2 separate regions of the Mus musculus genome follow, and region 1 is linked to region 2. Evidence: chromatin contacts called from public HiChIP or PLAC-seq data. All regions are on one chromosome and are shown on one strand. Each heading gives the region's core, a stretch centred on a gene start, on an enhancer-like site or on the middle of the called end of the contact. The rest is flanking DNA. Distances are from core to core; before and after follow the strand shown.

The links. HiChIP or PLAC-seq counts read pairs in DNA pulled down with a chosen protein or histone mark.
Region 1: an H3K27ac HiChIP or PLAC-seq map of extraembryonic endoderm stem cells shows a contact between it and region 2, with 5 times the contacts expected there. The contact joins two enhancer-like sites. A contact is called at or near these places in 2 of 39 promoter capture datasets (embryonic stem cells and hippocampal neurons) and 3 of 115 datasets of contacts at active chromatin or transcription factors (astrocytes, extraembryonic endoderm stem cells and forebrain).

The regions. Positions count from the first base shown.
Region 1 is chr17:69,057,615-69,064,762 of GRCm38.p6, forward strand. No RefSeq gene overlaps it. Among named protein-coding and RNA genes, the nearest start is that of Gm36437, 74 kb to the left of the region's middle. Within about 2 kb of position 4,922, at least 10 of the 459 cell types and tissues checked have an H3K27ac peak or open chromatin away from gene starts, as enhancers often do. A contact at or near this core is called in extraembryonic endoderm stem cells, where this site is marked.
Region 2 is chr17:67,696,272-67,703,425 of GRCm38.p6, forward strand. It overlaps Lama1 (laminin, alpha 1), which reads left to right and starts at 994. Exons shown (of 63, transcript NM_008480.2): 1 at 994-1,145. The coding sequence starts at 1,064. Within about 2 kb of position 5,685, at least 7 of the 459 cell types and tissues checked have an H3K27ac peak or open chromatin away from gene starts, as enhancers often do. A contact at or near this core is called in extraembryonic endoderm stem cells, where this site is marked.

The sequences.
Region 1 (7,148 bases), core at 3,672-6,171, 1.4 Mb after region 2:
CCTGTCAGCCAGTCCCAATTAAATGTTGTCTAAGAGTTGCTTTGGTCATGGTGTCTATTCACAGCAGTAGAACCCTAAGACAATCTATCACATATACACAACATAATTGTATAACTTGACCTGTTATAACAGTGCTGCTTGGATCCATGCATACATGATGTAGTGACTTTATATATAGTAAGTGGACAGTTCCTTAGTGGTGTAATTTCACTGGGACCCACTGGGCTGAGATGATATATCCAGACTTTGAAACTGCTCATCTTTGCTGGACCATAGCTTTTGGCCACCTTGTAAGAAGCAGGATGGTAGGGGTGTAGACCTCAAAGGAAAACAAGGCAGTCTGTGTGTCTGTTAATTTCTTATGAAACTGGCCCTTCCACAAGTGCCACTCTCCATAAAAGAGTTTTTACTTGTAAAAGAATAAAATATCTCACCAATTCAGTTAAAAATAGGTGGGCCAGTGAGGTAGCTCACTGGGTCCAGGCATGTGCTCCTGGGTCTGCAGAACTGACCATCCTTAGCACCTGCCTGTTAGAAGTAAAACACTCTAGCAAGTTGTCATCTGATCTCCACAGGCAGGCTGTGGAACTCACACGTGCATTTACATGCTCACGAGACCGAATAAACGTAAAATAAAATTAAATGAAAGGAAAAGAATGGGTGACATTTTTATCTTGTACCCATCTTTCCTGGAGTCTGGAAGTAAGGGGTGATGCTCTGAAACACTGAGCAAAGTGAGGGGCAGCACTAGATGCCCTACCCAATATCTAACAGTCGACATATTATCTAAAATACCCTTTCCTGAAACAAAACAAAACAAAGCAGACCCAATCCATCACAGCTCAGAAAGAACCTCGATTGTAAAGCTCAAAGAATCCCATTAGCAAGATGTGCTTTTCTTCTCTTTATCTTGTATAATTTTTCACACCTCTAAATCTACTCTCATGTTATTAAAAATTCCTGAAGTGTCTTGTTTCCCCTTCAACCGGGGTTTTACAGCTGTGGTAATGACTGGGAGGAGGTGAAGGCAACACGGGAGTGAAATTTGTCAGTGTTGGCACAGTAGAGAGCTGCAGAGGGTTTGAAGAGAGAGAGAGAGAGAGAGAGAGAGAGAGAGAGAGAGAGAGAGAGAGAGAGAGAATGTCGGGGAAAGGGAGAGTCATGTCATTCCTAATAAATAATAAGAAAATGCCAAGCCATTGCCATGACTAACTCATGTGGACCACTGGCAGATCTGATTGGACTCACAATAATGCCAGCAGAGAATAGAACACCTGGTAGAGTCCTTGGGGGAGAAATTCCAGGGAGTGGGGGAACTGGCTCCATTGAATTTTCATGAGAGACAAAGGATGGTCCTACTAAATCCTTGGTGAAAGAAGGTTCCAGAGCAGTGGTGTCCTCTTGTGTAACATTTGTGTAGGGAAAAAAAAACCCTAGCTACAAAGAAGACTCTCTCCTGACCATTGGAGAGGCTTATCTTCTGGTCCAATATCAGTTAAAGCATCTGAGGGTACCTGAAAACCAATAGTATGCTGCTCTCAGGGGACCAAGGCCAAACCGAGGCACCTTTCGCTTGGACTTCTGAAGTTGTACAAGGTAGAGGACATAGAAGCATCATTGTGATTGTCACCATTATATCACTTTTCAATTCCTTCCTATCTCCCCTATCACCTACCCAGTGACCGACATGGATAGAAACCATTATTGTGGGCTTTGAAGTCACTGCCAAAGCAGATATTAGAATATCATTCCCCAGGGGGGGTGAGGAGGGAGGGAGGGAGGATGTTCAGAGCATGGAGGAGAAGGGGTAGCTCAGAGTCATGCAACTAGTGAGTGGACATCAGGAGAGGCTATCTTGCAAACTCTACAGTTTCCACTTCATAGGACTACTTCTCCACTACAGCAGACTGGCTCCTGATATCCACGTCTCTGCTGCCCTCTCCCCAGAGCTGGTCTTTTAGCTCCTGAGCCAACAGCTGTCCTTTGGTTTGTGTTGTCATTACTAGAGATCCCCTCCAGCTCTCTGTGGCTTCTCCCCACAAATCCCTGGCAGTATGCATCTCAGATGACATCATCCCGATGCCCCTCGTCCCAAATATCCAAGAAAGTGTTCTCTCCTTATCTTGGTCACTCCTTAAATGTTGGCTCAAATATCCAGAGCCTGTTAACTAAACTTCAGCATCATGCCAGCAAAATGTATTGTGCTTGATGGACATTTTTTATCTGCTGCTTCTACACTAAACTGCTTTAACTAAAACTGAACACTCTAGTCTTGACAGAATACTAACTTTGAGAGATGTGGGAGGAGGGAAAAAATAGACATGGAACACAGAGAAAAGCATCTTAGGGGGAGAACGCCATTCCTTCCCAAGCACCTTTCCCACCTACGCGTCAAGCAAAGCGGAGGATCACCAAGTACCCTTTCCTGAAGTATGTCTTTCAGATTCTGGGAAATAGTAATATTATACAGAGTATGAGGAGCTAAAAATAAGCAAGTATTGATTCTCGGCGACTGTGTCTCACAGTGCCGCCCTGGGGATGCTGAGCATGGCTGCATCCCTTTCAGAGGGTCTTCAAAGTTCAAACTGCTTGCCTAACACAGCTAAGACAATTGTGTCTTTCTGATTCCCATGTGCTTGTGAGCGCACAGTGGTGCTCCCAGAGGCTACATGGCATCCAGTGTTGGCACTGCTTTGACAGTTTATATTCTAAGTTTTTAAAAATTCTCACTTTCACTCTCCAACATGGTAAATATTGATATAATCCACGGAATCAGAAACACCTCAGGGTTCCCTCTAATTTTTAAAAGTAGGACTGTAACACGTTACCGCAAACTGAATGACTGATAAATGACAGTGTTTGTTTTGTAGACTCGAGTGTCGGAAAGCATGAGGCCCTGGAGAGTTGATATTCTGTAAGGACCCTTTTAGGGAGGGTATGCTGGCACTGCAGAAGGAAAAACAAGTTTCAGCAGGCTTCTTCAATGAGGCACTACACAAGTCAGGAGGCGAGGGCTGTGCTCCGATGACCTGCCCACTACCGTCTCCTTGAAGTTTAGAATTTTAACATACTCATGGAGAGGGACATAAGAATTCTGATCATAGCAGAATCTAGAGAACTGTGTAAACTTGGGTCTGAGAGTTTCTGTTGCTATCCCAAGAGACAGTTGCTCAAGTGGAATCAACACCCCGTGAACTCTCTAGAAAGAAACCGTCTATGACCAGGATGGGAGCATGTGGAGATGATACGGAAAATGTGGCACATATTCTGTAATCCCCACAGACTAACCACAGCACACCAGGCTGCAAGCAAGCTCTTCTCACACAAACAGGGGTGAGAGTGTGGGATGGAAACAGAGCAGTAACTTTCTATTATTCGTTATTTGGACATGAGTGCTCACTGGGAGCTGAGGCATAGCAATAATGAATGCCTCATTGTAGAGAGCTCAAATGAAAACCACAAATGGGAAGCCATGATCACGTTGCTGGGTTTCTCTCCTGGTTCATTTGGCCATGCACATGACCTTCAAAGTCGTGACTCAGGCCTGGTGGTTCATGTCACCCCTACCTGTGCTCCGTAAAGGAGAGAGATGTGTGTGTAGTGGTTGTGGTGGTTTATAAATGCTTGGCCCAGAGAGTGACACTATTAGGAGGTGTGGCTTTGTTGGAGTAGGTATAGTCTTGTTATGGAGGAAGTGCGTCACTGTGAGCATGGGCTTTAAGACCCTCATCCTAGCTGCCTGGATACAGGCTTCTCCTAGCTGCCTTCAGTACGAGAGGTGGAACTCTCAGCTCCTCCTGCACCATGCCTGCCTGGATGCTGCCATGCTCTGGCCTTGATGATAACAGTCTGAATTTCTGAACCTGTAAGGCAGCCCCAATTAACTGCTATCCTTTATGGGAGTTCCTTGGCCATGGTGTCTGTTCACAGCAGTAAGACCCTAACTAAGACAGTGTGGTGTTGTGGAGCCTCAACTGCTCAGTTGTGGGGTGTCCTTCTGTAACAAGTGCTTGGACTCTGTCTAGATTGCCTCATTGCAAGCCGTGCAGAGGCAGAAACAGCACGACTGGTGTCCTCGGAATAAACACAATTCCACAGTGCTAGCTGTTTGTACCCAGAGTTGCAATTATCTGATAAACTATGAAGTCGCACCAACACCCACTGCCTTAGAGCACTGGGACTTTAAGAGAGGAGCGAAGGGCCCACTACAAAAGGCCGAGTTGTTCTGCAAGAGCTCATGTTTGGTATTGATCCACACACTTAATCCCAGCAGCTTTCTTCCAATAACTGAAAACCTCAACCGTGCTAAACAGTCATTCCAGACAATGCGGGAAAGGACTCTATGTAGAATGGTATTTCTAATATCCCAAGCTCCCAAGTGCGTCTGTTTAGCTACATGATCTTATCAGTCACTACCAAACAAAGAAGCTAGAAGCAAAGGACCCTCCCTGTAGTCCACCTTGAATAAACAGAGCTAATGCTCAGAAGACTAGAGCCACGGTGGCTTAAAATTTCAAATGAACTTGGGGGAGGGGCTTAGCTGGAGACTTAATATGGCTAAGCAGGGAAATGTTTGTGTTATGTATATTATACAGCTCACAAAAAAATATGTATGCTATTTCACATACAAAATTGTACATTAGACCACAATTAAAAAGCTAACACAGTAGTGAAGCAAAAGCAATCCAGCCCTGCTCTGAGATTCCTAAATCATTACAATGGCTGGGTTAGGCAGGCAGAAATGGCTGGGTTAGACAGGCAGAGTGTGCAAAAATCTAACTACCGGAGGGAGGCCTCATCTCTGCAGGCAAGATTTCATACTCGGGCAATAAAATGAATCTAGTTCTCTGTACTTTGAACACAAAGATTATGTTAATCACTGTATACGCAGTTGTGGCCATGATAGAATGGCAATTGATTGATAGTCTTGTGTGCATTGGACAGCCCTGCATTGCCTTGGACTGACTAGTGAGCTTCTTGCCACAGTCAGAGGCCACCACCTAGCCCATAAAGCAAGCGTTCTGTTGAAATCTGGACTTTCCTCCAAATACCAGCTCTCAGAGTCTGCATTTCAGCAGGTGAACTCTTGGGAGTTATGATCTGAAAACCCAAGTACGGAGGCTGTAAATTATGGGAGTCTGCTTCTTTGTTGTGAGTTCTTATATAGGTAATATTGAGCATTGAGTTTATGGTATTTTGCATTCTACACAAACATTATACCAGGTCCCCTTTTAAATTGCCCAGACTGGCCCTACACTAAATGCAGACAGGCCTTGAATTGAGAGCCTTGTCTCAGCCTCCCCAGTAACTCTGATTACAGGCCCCACCACCGCAGGCCTACTGCTATGAATTATTTAAAAAGTGAAAATTATACATCTTACACAGTCAAGATTTCTATAACAGGCATTAAGTTAAAATAACCAGGTTACCTAGTAATATAAATAGAGCAAAATTCTATTTTTACATCAAAAATATACAAACACAAGATTGTTAAATTTAAAACAAAAAAATTAATAGTGGGGCCACTTGGAGATGGGAAGGGGTAAGTGTCAAAAAGACAGGCAGGCTTTTTTTTAAAAAAAGAAATGAAATTTAGGAAATAAAATGGTATTTCATATAAAGCAGTTCCATACATCTAAATTTAGCCTGCCAAGGAGAATCCAGCCAACAACCCAGGACATTAATTATGTTTCAGTCATTTTACTAAAATAGGTATGGGCTTGATTCACTAAATTAAGGTATAATTTTATATACAAAAGCTTTTTCAAACCCCAACAATGCAACCAAGTAACTTATGCCCTAAGAGAATTAGAAATTTGGCTTTATGAAGTAGAAGTTATTTTCCTCAAATTTTCAACCTGAAAGCTACATGTATATAGATGTAGCTTTAATAAGCAAAATTAAAGATAAAAATAAAGAGCTGTACAGAAGCTAACATGAGGGCATTATAAGGGTCCCAAATCGCTGGCCCCTGTCAGCAGAAGAAACACATCAACATGCTCTTCCGAAGTTTGTGAACTGCAAACAGTAAGCACCCTGTGTTTAATACTGACAATTCATTATAGTAATCCATTAGCAAGATGCACAGCACTTAAAATGAGACATTGTAAGGCTAGAAAGATGGCTCAGCAGGTATGTGCACTGGCACCTCTTGCAGGGGACCTGGGTTTGGTTCCCAGCATCCACAGGTCCAAAATCACCTAGAACTCCAGTCAGGAACTCTGAAGACCTTCTCTGCTTTCTGTGGGCACCAGGCACAGAGGAGCTGCATATGCATAGATGCAGGCAAACACTCTCACACACGTAAGATACAAAATAGAAAGAGGTATTGCAACTAAGCCGAGAATGAGACTGGGGTAGAACGCAGTGTCGTCTCTCACTGTTCTCTCAATCCAAGCAATGGATTCGTTCATTAAAGGAAAATCAGAGGCCATCGAGATGGCTCGCTGGGTGGAAATGCTAGCGATACAAGCAGGGACCTGAGTTTGATGACGCAAGTAAAGGCGGGAGATGAGAACCAGACCTATAAAGTTGTCTTCTGACCACCATATGCAAACCATGAACAAATACATAAAATAAATGAACCCAAGAAATAAAAATTTAAAAAGAGAGAGGTCAAAAATATAGGGAGCCAAACTGTCTTTAGGTGGTTTCTCTTGACCTCAATCGAAATGCCATCAACCCGTGTCCACCGGCTTTGCTTCTCCTGGGTAATTAATGGAATTTTCCAGGCCTCGCTTCCGTTTTTGTCCGCTGAAGGAAGAATCGAGTTAGGAACGGTGTGGGAACAGCTACTGAAGGTCTTTCCTCTCTGAAAGGCAAGGGACTCTCAAGGGCATTCACAAGACCCAGTGTCAGTGATGTCTCATCATTTTTAAGACATTTTTGTTTTCTGTTTATGTGCATGTGTGTGCCCCCGTGTGAGTGCATGGGCACCATAAAGCCATAAGGATGTGCAGGTCTCCAGAATTAAAGCTACAGGCAGCTGTGAGCTGCTCATTGTGGGAACTAAGCACTAAACTCAGGTCCTCTGCAAGAGCAGCAAGTGCTCTTAACCACTGAGCCATCTCTCCAGCCCCTGTCTTGCCTTACTTGATGAAAGGAAAGTTGTATTTGTTTATGTTAACTAGAAGAGTTTCATATTCTCT
Region 2 (7,154 bases), core at 4,435-6,934:
GCTCTAAGCCCCTAAACCCTCTCTGCAGCCCCCCCCCCCCGTACCTGTTTAAAGGGCCAAACGGTACAGGTTTGTTTTGTACTTCCTGTTAACAAATAATAGCCAACTATTCTCATTAGAATTTACTCATTACGTGGTTAAGGACCTGTGCTTAGAGAAACCGGGAATTGGTAGAGTTTTCAAAGTGATTTAGACAAACTGAACAAAAATGACCTCCTCCTATGAAAGAGAAAACGGCACAGGGCATCGTGGGAAACGTCATGGTGTCTGTGCATAGTGTGGAAATGCGTTATGAATACGTTTGCGAGGAAACTAAACTAAAACTTTCTCAGGTTTAAAACGAGTTTTTCCAAAATGAGCGTTGAGACTTGGAGACTACCCTTATACTTAAGTCCCAGCAACCGTCTGAGCTTTCCCTAGGCAAAAAAGCTACCCATTTTCTGAAGGGGGCTGGCAAACAAACAAAATGAAAACACAGCCACCCAAACCAAAACCACTGAGAGTGTCCTGTGCAGGAACAGACAGGATATAGGGTCCCGCAAGAATGGACTGTGACCTGACTATATTTCTACAGCTGGGGATTGGCCAAGACTGCACAGTTCCAACAGGCAGAAAAGGGTCAACAGGGCAAATACTTTCTTGGAATCCACCCTCCAGGGCCAGGCTTAACAGAAACCTGCTTCTCCCCGGCCCCTGTCTCTCCACCTTCCTCCCTATTGGACCCTGAATGCTCACCCCAACTGGAGTGGAGGGTCAGAGTACCACCCAGGAGAGGCACCCCGCCACCACCACCAGGGGCAGAACAGATCCCCTTGGGAAGAGACCCCTAGGAAGGACTCCGCACGGCGGGGCTCCCCCTGGAGGACAGACCTGGGCGCAGCGGGGCGCCTTTGGGGGAGGTCCTGGGTAGGACAGGGGCGGGGCGCGGCCAGGCAGGCGGGGGTGTGTCCGAAGGGCCTGCGCACCAGGCCAGGGTCGAGCTGGGAAGAGCACACTCGCGCAGTGCCTGTGAGCGAGCACGGGCGAGACCTTCCCCAGGAGCGCAGGGAGCGGCGGCGACAACATGCGCGGCAGCGGCACGGGAGCCGCGCTCCTGGTGCTCCTGGCCTCGGTGCTCTGGGTCACCGTGCGGAGCCAGCAGAGAGGTGAGCTCCGCGGCGGGAACACCGCTGACCCTCCGACTGGCGAGCGGGAGCGTGCGGGCGCAGGGGACAAAGCGCGGCGCTCGGGGCTGTGGATGGGCGCACGCACCCTGGCGCAGCGCGGACCTGCTGCGGGCCGCACGGGGCTGCAGGGACTCCAGCGGAAGCCGCCTCCCTGAGGACGCTGGCTGCTCCCTGGAGCTCTAGGCTCTGGTTTCCTCTGACTCTAGGGGTCACCTGCTTTCTAGCTTAGTGGGACCTTGAGATCCAGGAGTACAGTGGGTGGCGAGAGTGGCGTGTCCGGCACGTGAGAAGGGACACTGACTCCGTACCCAACGCCTGAGTGGCTGCGGACTGGCCGGAGACCGCCGGGTTGGTTGATTGTATGCAGCGCTCCCGCAATGAATGGGAACGGAGTTCTCTGGCATTCACTTCATTGTCCTGTGTTGCAGAGAGAGACCATGGAAGGAGAAAGGCCGGCTCCTCTGGGGCACTAGCATCCAGGGTGGTCTAGCGGGAAAAGACTGATGGAGAAGGGGTTCCAAGGTCAGCTGTCCTGGGCAACTGGGACCCGCATATGGCGTCCAGGACACAAATGTGTTCTCTAAAGTGTGCTCTTTGTGTACTCTGTAAAGTGAGCAAATAGACTCCCCACGCGTGTTTAAATTATGTGCACTATAAATTATGGCGTAAGGGGCTAGAAAGGTCGGACAGTGAGTGTGTCGGCTCTCCTTGGAATCAGTAGCTTTCTTTACAAGGTTGAGAACAGAAGCCAACCCAAAGTGAATTTTCAGTGGGCACTGGAGATGGGAGGTGGAGGGACAGAGAATATACCATGCCACCCAGAGTTATCTGCAAGCCCCTGCTAGGTGGTCACAAATGTTTGTCGAAAACGTCTCAATGTATGCAACAAGTGACATTGAGTGTGTTCCCACAGATTGCTCTCCAGGAGCACAGGTTAAAAGTAGGAGGCCGAACTCGAAATGCCCTCGTGGGAAAAATGTGTGTTTGGGCATTGTGCAGAGCCGTGAGCTGTGCAGGCTATGAGCATCCCATTCATTCATGCATTCATGATGAAAGCGCTGGACCGAGCTGGAAACGCAGCTTTGAATAGCCCGGCGGCTGCTCAGCTCAGGAGCGGGGGCTGGGAGAGGGGAATTTACATAGTTATCAGGGAAAGAAAAGAGCCAGCCTTTGGGAGGGAAGCTTTTGACGCTGAGAGCCCAACTCCTGCCTGTGAGGTTGCTGAAAGTGACCAAATCAGGGTTCTCACAGGGTGGAGAAAGCAGCTTGCCTTGGTTTATTGTTTCAAGACATTGAAAGTCTTAGACTGAGGAGATGCTCTGAATGCCTTCCGTTCCCCTGAGGGCTGGGTGCTTGGCCTGGGTGGTTATGAATGGTGTTTGGAGAAAGTGGACTGCGTGGGGCTTTCCTGCTTTGAGACACTGCAGAAAAGCTACGTCAGGCAGGGCCTTTGAATCGCTCCTATCTAGTCTATATTTGCCAACCCACAGCTTTCCTAATGAGTATCCTTGGAAGTTTTGTTCCCTGTATGGCTGATGAAATGGCATGATTTACTCTCTCTCTCTCTCTCTCTCTCTCTCTCTCTCTCTCTCTCTCTCTCTGTGTGTGTGTGTGTGTGTGTGTGTGTGTGTGTGTGTGTGTGTATACTAGCCTAGATCTCATGATGCTGCCCTGGTTGGTCTTGAATTTATGAGTTCAAGTCATTCCCCTGCCTCAGCCTTCAGAGCAGTTTGGACTGCAAGCACGTGACTACACCTAGTGGGGTGCTTACAGTTTTGAAACTGATCACGGATCTAAAAGCATGAGATCATTAGCTGTTCCTATTATTCCTCGGGGATTGCTTTACAACTAACAATGTCTGACTCCTTGGCTGAAATGTAACCTTTAAAGTGAGATGTCCTCTAAGTATTGGATAAGAAGGGTTGTGTTTCCAGGACTGTGGGTATGTATGGCTTTGCGGTAGAGCATTTTGTCCAGCCTGTACGTTCAAACTCTACCTAGTGCAGCCCAAAGGAAAATCCAAGCTGCCGTGTTTTTTTAAATGACATGCTAACTTCACAGCTGATTATTTCAATTGGAAAACATCTAAGAGCAGAATGCTCAATTTGGTAAGTGGCATGTTAAGTTCTAGCAGGTAATTAGTCAAATGGAGTTCCTTTTCTGTAGCCCGCTTTTCTAAGTACAGGGCAGTAAGGTGTTACTGGAGCAGTTAGAAAGTAGGGTCTCCATATTAAGACACCTCTGCCCTCTCCCCACAAAGCCTGCGCTCCCACCTTGCTTTTGCCTGTTTCCTAGACAATATGCATGAGGTCTGCCTTTGTAGTTACTCTGTATGTGTAGTGAGCACACTAAGGCCAGAAAGGTGTGAAGTGGACAGAGTGTCCTATGTAGCTCTTAGAAGTGTGCTATTTCCTAAGCTTGGAAGATGAAGTGTGCATGTAGCTACATACTTCATTGTAACGATGCTCGAAGCTCCAGGTTGTTCATGAAGCCCAGTGGATGATGCTCTTTATCACTTAGAGCAAATTCTCTGGGAAGCAATGCAAGCAATACCTTCCACCTCCGGGTACCTAGCTCTGTAGCGTTATAGGCCACTATCCGTGGTAAATTACTGATGTTCTCTGTGGTTGAGTTTCAATATTAGTAAAATACGAGTAGTAATCATGTCTTCCAGGAAGCGATGTTCATGGTTAACTGGGTTAATGTAGAAAAAGATTTCCAAAGTGCATGAAATACAGCTAGGCTGTGATAAACATTGTATAGGATGATGATGATAGTGATGATTCACAGTGTTATGTGGGGAAGGCCCTTTCCCAAACCATATTGTCTCTACACTGTTAAAAAAAAAATCGAACTCTGTATTTGGAGTTAAATTGCATTAGGTTCGGCTGCTCAAATGTGTTACTTTGGTTAGCCTTGACTTTGTTCCTTAACCTTCGTGGGGGCCAATCTTTCATCCTCAGTGGAAAGACTAGCTTCAGAACAGTTGCCTTCTCTACTTGGATTTTCCCTCCACTTCCTTGTGGTATTATTGGATGCTCTCGGGTTGACTTTCTGGGTACACAAGGAAGCATACTTCTTCTATGTTATGACCCCACCTATCCTTATTCCCTGTGTAGGACCACCTTACGAACTCAAATTGTTCCCCCATCTCCTCACTTTCAGGGTGTCCACAAATGCCACCATGGTGCTGTATCCCACTGGGGTAAGCCCAGGAAGCTAGAATGCACCCTGGCCTACTGTCTCACAGCTGAGGGTCTTGGGCAAACCCATACCCGCTCACTGCTCTCCAGTGTCTACCCACACAGACTGAAAAATGCTCCCCCAGTCTGCAGTTTGGGTGCTAGAGACCTGAAAGCCTTCCATACCCTCTGCCCCAAACTCCAGGGTTACAAAAACGCACTCAAGGATGCATAGAAAAAGGCCGGTGATGGAGTCCACCGTTGTCTTTCAAGACAGCCACCTCCTGCTCTTTCTCGGCTGTCCTTCCAGCACCAGGTCTCTCCTTGGGATGTTTGAGCAGGAGCTGTTTGTGAAAGTTACTTCTTTGGTAGCTGCGATGATGGTTTGTAGTTAAAGCATGGCTAACGGAGGAGACATATGAACCACACCCTGACACTGCCCACCCTGTAAGAGCTACCTCCGTGTACCTCCAGCAGTTTTTAATATTCCCTTTACTAATGTGTGCTCTTTTACAGTGGTGACCTTTTATCTTAACCCATCTTGGACAGACAGGTGTTATCAGACAGGGCTTTCTATACCTTTCAAATTCTAAGACTGGATTGTTGGTTTAAACACTGCCAACAGTGCTATTCACAGTAAGCAGTGTTAAAGGGCTGGTTCTTCTTCTTCTTCTTTTTTTTTTTTCCTTCATTTGCACATAGGGAATTGATGGACATATTTGAGGCTACTTCTGGCACAGAGAAAGGAAGTTCTGGCATGATTCAGTTTGATCGTTAAGGGTACTTATTAGTAAGTTCTCAGACGCTATATGATGTCACTGCTACTCCACGGCAGACATCGAGTAACTCAACTCTTTCAGAAGTTATTGTTAATGAATAAAGTTTGAGTCTTCACCGTGAGTCCTAACAGTAATGGAAGGCAAACAGCAAAACCTCGGCAGCATAGGCCTGAGTTGAAGTATTTGTTAGCTCTGCTCTTCAGGAAGGTGTGGATGAGCTAGACACACTGTGGGCTCCCAAGGAAGATAGACACAGCTTATTTACACACTTGTAAGGGATTTTTTTTTCCAACCCGCTTTTTTTCCAATATAATAATAGACATTCCCCAGACAAGCAAGTAATCAACGCATCGCAAAATTAATGAGCAGGAAAAAAATCTCCTTCCTAGAAGTTTAGTTAAGGTCATGAACTTTGGTTCTGTTGGAGCCCGTCAGGTAGCTACTTCAGCATAAAGCACCGCACACCAGCTGGGTTCATTGCATTCCCCCACCCCCTTTATATGAGGGGATGACAGTCAGTGCTCACAATAAGCGTTTAATAATAAATAGCGCAGAGCCCTTCCACTTGGTCTTTGTTTTGTCAAGGCTGGGTCAGGAGCGATTGCTTTCTCTCTCGGGTTAACTGGTTCCCACTCTTGCGGGGGGGGGGGGGGGAGGCACAGACAATGGGAGCAGTGTGGAGCTTAGTGGACGATAACATTCTTGTCTAGGTAAGCATTTATCTCCAAGTGTTAACTCAGAAACAGTGGCAGAGGCGTGCCACCGAATTATCAGCATCGTGATTTTAGTTTGTGTGCACATTAAAAAAAAAAAAAAGTCATTCATTTGAAGTTTCAATCCTTCATTCCAGAAGTTATCTGTGCAGTCTGATCTGCTGACTCAGGGGGCCGTAAATTCTTGTACCTCTTCAATCTCTAGTGGTAATATCGCCTTTAGATCAGTGGCGATTTATAGACAGGCCAGCTTTTCTTATTCCTGAAGGTATTTCCTGAAATTATTTTTTCCCCATGGTTCCATAATTTCCTGCCAGAACCTTAGGCAATTCTCTGCAATCATAAAGATGTGAAAGGACACATTGAAAATTGAATAGATCATTTTTAATTTACAAAAAGAAAAAAAAAAAGGACATTCTGGGCCACAGAGGTAGCTCAGTGGATGAAATGCATGCTGCCCCTCCTGCCTGATGACTGGGAGTCCCATCCTTGAAACTCACATGATGGAAGGAGAGAACCAGTAAGTTGCCCTTGACCTCTACAGATGTGCTATGACAACACGCATGCGTGCATCCATCCGTGAACATGCACACACATGCACGTATAATAACCATGATGCTGGTTGCAAGGAATCACCCAGGAAATGTCTTAGACCCTTTTGATAAAAGGTAGAACTTTACTTATAAAAACGGGTCTGTCTCAGGTCCAGATGAAGGAGTTCTTCCTTCGCAGCATCCCTGCTCTCTAGCCATTCATGCCATCTTTCTTTCCTTACCACTCTGGTTGAACTATGCTTTCCTGGTTTTTTGTTCTTTTATGCCATTGATCCAACTTGTTTTTCTAAAGTTTTATTTCTTTCTTCATTAAACTCTCCCCCACCCCACGTCTGCCTTTTCTGTTTTCATTAGAAATAGCCATTAGCTGCCTGAATTATCTATCAGCCAGGTGATCTAGTGTCATGCCGCAGTTAGACTCATCCTGCTAAATTAACCACCCACTGTCACCATATGGCCTCTCCCCTGCCTCTTGAGCTTCATCTCTTGCCTCCCTGCTGTGACCTCCCCCCATACTCTGTCTAAATTCAGCCCCAACCACCAGCCTTATCCTAGCATGACACCCTGCCTCCGAGTCAGGGTTGTTTCTGTCTGCTGCACAGCTGTTGAGAATCCCCTCACCTGAGCTGCAGTCCAGGGCCAACCTCAGCCCATCCCTACATTTACAGCCTGCAGCTCACTGCCTTACAGCTTGGGTCGACTGCCTCATCTCTAAATCTGCACTGGATTCTGTGCTAAATTGGGGTTCCCAATACAGTCA